Linked DNA regions of Danio rerio: region 2 is linked to region 1. A link is a contact called in public Hi-C data. All regions are on one chromosome and are shown on one strand. The core of a region is the stretch at or near the end of the contact, and the rest is flanking DNA. Distances in the headings are between cores, read along the strand shown. Region 1 overlaps prkd3 (protein kinase D3). Region 2 overlaps prkd3 (protein kinase D3).

The links. Hi-C and Micro-C count contacts between places; a contact is called where the count stands out from the background.
Region 2: a contact with region 1 is called in a Hi-C map of embryo, with 1.8 times the contacts expected there. The contact joins two enhancer-like sites. A contact is called at or near these places in 2 of 18 Hi-C or Micro-C datasets (caudal fin and embryo).

Annotation. Positions count from the first base shown.
Region 1 is chr17:46,036,542-46,040,310 of GRCz12tu, forward strand. It overlaps prkd3 (protein kinase D3), which reads right to left. Exons shown (of 19, transcript XM_680391.9): 4 at 1,666-1,797. Among named protein-coding and RNA genes, the nearest start is that of foxa2, 98 kb to the left of the region's middle. Within about 2 kb of position 2,145, at least 9 of the 62 cell types and tissues checked have an H3K27ac peak or open chromatin away from gene starts, as enhancers often do.
Region 2 is chr17:46,098,537-46,102,305 of GRCz12tu, forward strand. The region is part of intron 2 of prkd3 (protein kinase D3); the gene reads right to left. Among named protein-coding and RNA genes, the nearest start is that of prkd3, 71 kb to the right of the region's middle. Within about 2 kb of position 1,830, at least 3 of the 62 cell types and tissues checked have an H3K27ac peak or open chromatin away from gene starts, as enhancers often do.

The DNA.
Region 1 (3,769 bases), core at 895-3,394:
AATGCATATAATCTCATTCATATTCATGATATCATGTCATGATTATAAAGATTTCATTACAGTCTTATTAAAAAACCTTTAAGTAAAGTGTTGCCAGTAATTACAAGTGTCCATAGTGAGCTGTGTTTAAATTAATACAATGAAATAAAATTTATAGTGCAAGTACGTTTGACCACTTGCCATACATATTTAATTTCATATTTTTGTTTGTTAAGTGCAACTTAAATAAACAATAATAACTAAGTGTGGTAAAAAAGGAGTTACATATCCAAACACTCGTCCTATTCTTATGCCCCATATGGTGATGCATATACGTCTCCAAAACCAGTGGAAAATCTAAAAATGTTTTAATACAGCAAATATAAACATGCATATGATAAATAATACTTCTAATATTAATAACATTATATAAACTGTCATCAATAAACTGGAGAAAAAAAAGAAAAAAGAAACAAGGTGAAGAAGGCATGGAGGTAGTCATTTTTATATTTATGTAGAAAATAATAAATTTTTTCAACATTTTAATCTTTTCATATATAAAGATTTTTTGTGCATTGCTGTACATCCTGTCTACTAAGCAATGTGTAAGCATTTTGGACCTACATAGACGCATAACTAACATGCTATTTAAATTACAAAAACTCTGCACTGGACTTAAGACCAACTTTTAGTTTGTTTATTTAAGTTGCCTCAAAATAGCATTGTGCCAACAATGTGCACACCTCCTTTTCAGACCAGCACGCCCAAGAGTTAACAAAGTAGCCAAATGAATTTGCTATTTATCAACATAAGGCAAAATGTGAAAATGACAGTTGTGCTGGTTTGAACATAGCAACAAATCATGCCCTGTTTGCCTTGCGCCTTAATGCACAAGGTGTATGATAGGGTCCTAATAGTATATGATTAGAAACTAGCCAAGAGCGCCATCTGTTGTTAAAAATCTAAACTCAGAATCAATTCTTGCGTTGCCTTCCAATAATCTAAGCTGCTTTACCACTGCACACGACATTTGGACATGACTGTCGAAATATGACCTCTTGTGGCAGTCGCACAGAATTTCCAGTTTTGTCATCCACCAAGGGAGAGAAGCTGGATTCTGTCTGTGTTTGAAATAAAGCAAAAGCAAGAGTCTTTATTCTCTGTTCATTTACTATAGTTGATTTGAATAAATGAATGAATACTAGAAACTCATAGATCGCAAAAAATTTTGGAGGGAATGTGGAGACAACAAAAACAAAAATATATATATATATATTGTTTTATTACTCATTTATAAATAGAAATGTTTTTTAATATAAACTTTTTTTCTGATTAAAAAAAATTGACTATTTCTCATCTCGCGCATTCGAATCTACTTTGGACAACACCGCAATGCATCACATCCGGTTGGCCGGTCACATCTGGTCTAGTCACAGGATTTCAAATATTTTTACAGATCCACAGCTCACATCGAATCAGAATTTTCTGCATATGGAGATGATCGGAACTCCCGGACTACTCTTCATTGAAAATGAATGACTTCCAGTCTGTCACTTGTTGTTTGTTGTTTGCAGTGGAAAGGCGGCTTAACAGTTGATCTAAGAGTCACAATACATTGATTTATCATCCTAGCCTTACAAATAATCCAATATCTCTTCAGAATGTCTGTTTCTCATGTGACTGTACCTTCACACTTGAGGCCTTGCCTGACGAGCCCCCACAGCATCTCTCCACAGTAGTCACAGAAGGTGGGCGCTTTGTAGGAGTGGACGTACAGCGCATGAGGTCGTATCTGGAAATCTTCGACTGTAGCTTGAGCTGCAATCAAAACGCAACTTAAAGGACAACTCAGTAGAAGAATGGATGAAGCAACAAAACACTAAACAAAATAATGTAAATGAGAACAAAACAAAAGAACAGAACACAGAGAATACATTAGTCAGCATTAGCAGCACATAATTAAGGAGTCATACTGTTTCATAACATTCCAAAGAACAATGAAACTACTTGTTTAGCTTTTTTTTTTTAGTCAGCATCTGCAGAGCAGTTTGAGCTCCTCAAGGCAAATAGACATAGACAAAACTCCACAAGGCTGTCCTTCAGTTTGACTCAAGGTCAGTGATTAACTGATGTGACTCAGACTGGAACAAGTCCATGAGAATGATTCACCAGGCTGAAAATTCAATATCACTTCAGAAAGTGAACATGCAGGCCTGTGGAACAGCACGGTGTGGTTCTACAGTTCCTGTTTTACAGCTTGCGGTTTAATGTTGGTACTCTTCTGGCCGACTTGAATCTCACACTTGTCACTGTTTTGGTTCTTTATTATCGTTCTCAACAAAGTCTGAGGTTTACTTCAATACAGAGAAAACATTAGCACTTTTTTGTCAGTGGCTCTGTGAAAAAGCATCTGTCAAGAAATGCACTGCAAACATGAAAGTATAAGATCAGGAAAAAATTGGTGCATGGCAAACAGCATGCAGAAAAAAAACATTGGCAAAAAGTTACAGTGTCCTAGATTTCTTCCCTAGTGCCACAGGTGGATGGCAGTGTAATCATTTTCTTTCAACAACTAAAAGCAAGTTTTTCCATTATCAAAACCTGAAAATACACAACCAGTTGTTGCTGAAGTTACACGACAGAGTTCCATAACTTTCCCTTATTTTGTGGCATAAGTAAAAACCCTTTAGTAAGGGGAGCAGGATATACACATAATTGTATACACTTTACATCAACTTATGTAAACTGTTCTATTTGCACTTTGTGTTTTTGGTTCGTCATTACAGTTGCCAAGTATGTAACCCGTTTTAAAGATATGATTGCTTTTTTAGAAAACATAGCTATCAACAATGTTTCTTTGCATTTGTGCTAGCTGTTTTCTCCTAATGTATTGATTAACAACTGGTTTAGAGGGAGAGAGACAACATTTCTTATAAGGTTATTTCCTTATAAAATAAAGTGATATATTAAAGAGTTACCATATATTAAATAGTATCTTTTCTGCCAATTATTTCTATTTTATTTTATATTCATTCTATATGTATATTCTATAGACCTTTTCTAATTTATTGTATTATTTGAAGCACAAATAAAAAATTCACATAAATTTTGTTTTATGTGCACACAAAAGTATTCCCACAGCCTGATGGTATTTTATGTGACCAGTGAAGAGATGGTCTATGAGAATTCTGAATATTTGTTTTGGGGGGTGGGATCGGGGGTTGGGTTGGGGGGTAGAAGTTCAATTTACTTGAACTTCTAATTTTGTTAAGCTTCTTTGACACAATCTACATGAGAAACATGCTATAAAAATAAAACTAAATTAAATTGAAAAAGTTATTACTCAAAGATACTAAATTGTATATGGAACATGCATGTTTATATTGTAATAAAAGAAAACTGATAACAGATATTACTAATTATGCTACATGATCTGATACAGAGTTTGTTTTGTCATTCTAATCCTATAACAGCTTTGCTCATATTCTGAACACAAGCTAAGATATTTTAGATTAGGGGTTAACTCATGTATTACTTTTGTCAACTACTTTAGTATTATGTTTGACCTCGAGGGGGAGGTTACAACTGTTAGTAATGTTATAACTCCAGTTAAATAATTGTATCTTTATTTCATAATAACATTAAATTAACAAATAAATACATGTAATTGCATCGATGTAAAATAGATGTTACTTCACTAGATTACTATAACCTACTTGGGTCAGCAAACGTGGATAAGTATTTTCCCCATAGAAGGAGCTTAAAAATACTCTGTCATTTTTTATGGAAT
Region 2 (3,769 bases), core at 580-3,079, 62 kb after region 1:
TTTAAGAAAGATCGCTGGCTAAAGCGATTATGCGACAGCAGCCATATGGACGAATTACCTAGTTTGTAAACATTCAGGATGCGCGTGCAGCGAGGTTGCAAAAAAAAAAAAAAAATGGGAGTGCTTGCATTTACAGCGAGGGAATGACATTTGATGCGGTGCAGAGTTTGTTGTTTTATTAGAGGTAAGTTATATAGATTTTATATTATATATATTATTTACATAATGCTTTTAGCATATTGTAACAGCTTGTCACCCAGTAATAAGCACAGTTATTTTGCAAAATTAACGTTTTAATGAGCGGCGTTCGTCTGACAGGTCCATTTGCGATAAAACCCCCTTTCAATGGATATTGAATAAGACGAAATGGAAAGAAGTCAAAACTTTACAAGGCCTGGGTAATCATCAACAAGCAAAACAACTGCATTCTGACAGTAAACTGCACCTTACTTACATTTTTACATTTCATTCTAAGCATTCAGTGTCCTAAGTTTAATTAACTATATGTAACTCTTTTTGCTGAAATCATTGCTGCAAACAAAAACGAGTAATGTGCATGATTTGGGATAGCGTGAACTTGATATAAAATGAGAACTACAGATTCAAGCATTTTTAATTAGGTCCTCACTCTATTCAGGTCTTATGATAGCTGATAGCCAAAGACATCTTGTGGTGTATGGCAAAATTTAAGTTTTCCATTTTAGGACTTTCAACATGTTTGCTTTTGCAACCGGCCTTTTTTTTTGCAACCATTATGCGTGGTTGAATTCATGTGACGTCATGTGTGACGTAGGTTCTTAATTCCCCTATTATGTTAAACCGCACACCACACACCAGCTGATTGGTGGTGAGAAGAGAGAGTGATAAAGCCAATTATGATATGGGGATGGTTAGGAAGCCATGATGGACAAAGGGCAGTGGGTAAATTTTGGCCAGAATGCTGAGGTTAACTACCCCCCCCTACTTTTTTATCGAATAACTTACTGGGATTTTTAAATGACCACAAAGATCAAGACCTCCATTCTCCATAACATACAGTATCATCTGATAGATGGCACTTTTGGCCAGCGGAGAAATTAAAATGGTCGTGCCCAACTGAGTCTGGTTCTCTCAAGGTTTTTTTTTTTCACTCCCATCAGGTGAAGTTTTTTTTCCCTCTCCGCTGTCGCCACTGCCTCGCATGGTTCAGGATTGGTAGAGCTACGCATCGATGAATTGGCTCTTCAGTGTTTGAACTCTCAGTAATGATTAAATCACACTGAACTGAGCTAAACTGAACTGAACTTAAACATTAAAAACTGAACTACACTGTTCCAGTTACTGAACCACACTGTTCCAGTTACTATGACCATTTATGTGAAGCTGCTTTGACACAATCTACATTGTAAAAGCGCTATACAAATAAAGCTGAATTGAATTGAATTGAATATAAAAGTCCCCATCAGTATACTGGGGAGTTAGGAGGACCCACATAGAGCGCAGGTTGAGCGCCCCCTACTGGTCTCACTAACACCACTTTTGGCAGCAACCATGTGGTCTCCTTTCCAGGTACTGACCGGGCATAGCCCTGCTTAGCTTCAGTGGGCGACCATGTGAGAGTTGCAGAGAGCGAGCTGCCAGTAAAGCAAAAATTTAAACTATTTAAAATGAAGAGTTAACCTGCTCCCATTTTTTTTACTTATGTCATCCCCAGTTTTACAGGCTGTTCCTGCCATGCATCCTTCCTGTAAGAAGAATCACTGAAAGTTTTCCTCTCTGTTCTGTGCCCAAGTCTGGACCTGGACCTTCAACTTCCTCTGGCTGGCACGAGCCGCACACTTTCCAGCCCACGCTTCCCATTCGCTCTGCTCAGCAGCTGGAAGCCAGACCACAGAAATAGTGCTCCGGCTGCCCATGCTGAGACAACTAACACATAAAACTAAAGAAACAGAATATGGTTACTGACATAAAGGGGAAGAACTGCCGAACAGATGCCATGAGAGTGTGTTTATAAAACCAATTTATGAACACAGAGCCACTCGTACTCAAAAATACAGTGCTGAATTTCAAACACCGAATAGTCATTAAATCGTCTAATTTATTTTTATTTTTTTACTCAAATCAAGGTCGAAATACAATCATTATGGCCATACAAGGGCAAGCTATAAAACAAAAAATAAATATATTTTACTACATAGTTCAGCTCTACCATACTCTCCTTAGGTAGCTGATGTGAAAATCTGGTTTGTATATTCAGTATACACTTTTATTACTTACATTCAACTTGATTAAATAAAGTTAACCCAAATATTAAATAAAAAATTAATAAATAAATAATAATAATTTCAATAAAATGACACTTGTGTTGTTCCAAAACCAAAAATATGATCTTGTTTGTACTGCACACACACAGAAAATTTTACCGTTTCCCAAAATATATGGTACAAAAAAAAAAATTATTAAACCTTTTACTGGGTTATTTTCGACTCCCCGAAAAATATAGCTAAACCTGACCAGGTAAGTAAGGTGAGTAAGGGCCAGGGGACACGTTAGAAGACTGCATCTCGTGGCGTTGTAGGTGCGCTCGCTCTACTGCGTGGCGCACCCTTCGCCAGGGACGTAATAAGGTGCTTTCGTTGTGGCATTTTCCATAGATTTCCCCATATTGTGCAAGGTTTTTCCACATAGCATTGGAGTTCCCCATCCGAAGGGGAACGCTACGGTTACTAAAGTAACCCCCCCCCAAAGGGGAGGACGGAAATGCTATGTACCTTCGCCACAACGATTGTCCCTTTGCTGTTGAGCGGGAACGTCTCCTCAGCTCAAAAGGACGTCGAGCATTGCACTAGCCGCGTCTTATATACTTGACTGATTGTTATTGACGCCAGCTGTGCATGCTGATTTTATACTCTTTTCAGATGATTGGTTTCTGACGAAAACCCCATATTGTGGAAGGTTTTTCCACATAGCATTGGAGTTCCCCCCTCAGGGAACGAGGGTTACTTTAGTAACCGTAGCGTTCCAATTGCATACATTTACACCAATAGTTATGATATTGCAGAAACTATACGGGTGGCTTTTTTTAACAACAGGACTTAGTTGATGAACCTAATTTACTAAAGGTGGGAATCACAAGTTAACTTACGATATGAATCTCATGATTTTTTTCCATTGTTATTGATATATTGCGATATCAGCAATCCCATTATATATTGATAGATCATAAGAAAACCAACCATGACACTGTATATCATGATTTCGGTAAATGAAGGGGGGAAAATGCATCAAAAAATAATAAAATGCATTCCTTTTATTAACAGCAAATATTTTATAGAATTATGCAACAAGGTAAAACAAGGCCACAGATGACAAACAAGTTTAAAAATGCTGATGTGAGAGCAGTTTATGACTAAAAAGCTTACATCTCTAAATTAGTCATAGCAGCCGCTCAATTTTGTGGAATATACATTCAAGAAAACACTGTTCAAATAACAATTTATTGCTTTCTAGATTTTTGTAAACTTAGGACACTTATTACAACTTGGCCAACTCATTTTACATGGAAAGATTTTATGCATATCCCTGGTTTATTTTTATATCAAAATGTATTCCCACTAGATTAATATTTATTTTCTTTAAGAACTGTAATGCTCATAGAGGTGAGCACGGACTTCTCTGAGCACTTATGATGTCTCCAGCAGTAAAGAACATTAATTATTTAGTCATCAATTTAAAAAAAAATATATATATATAAATATAAATATTTTTATTTCCCTAAATATTTTCAACC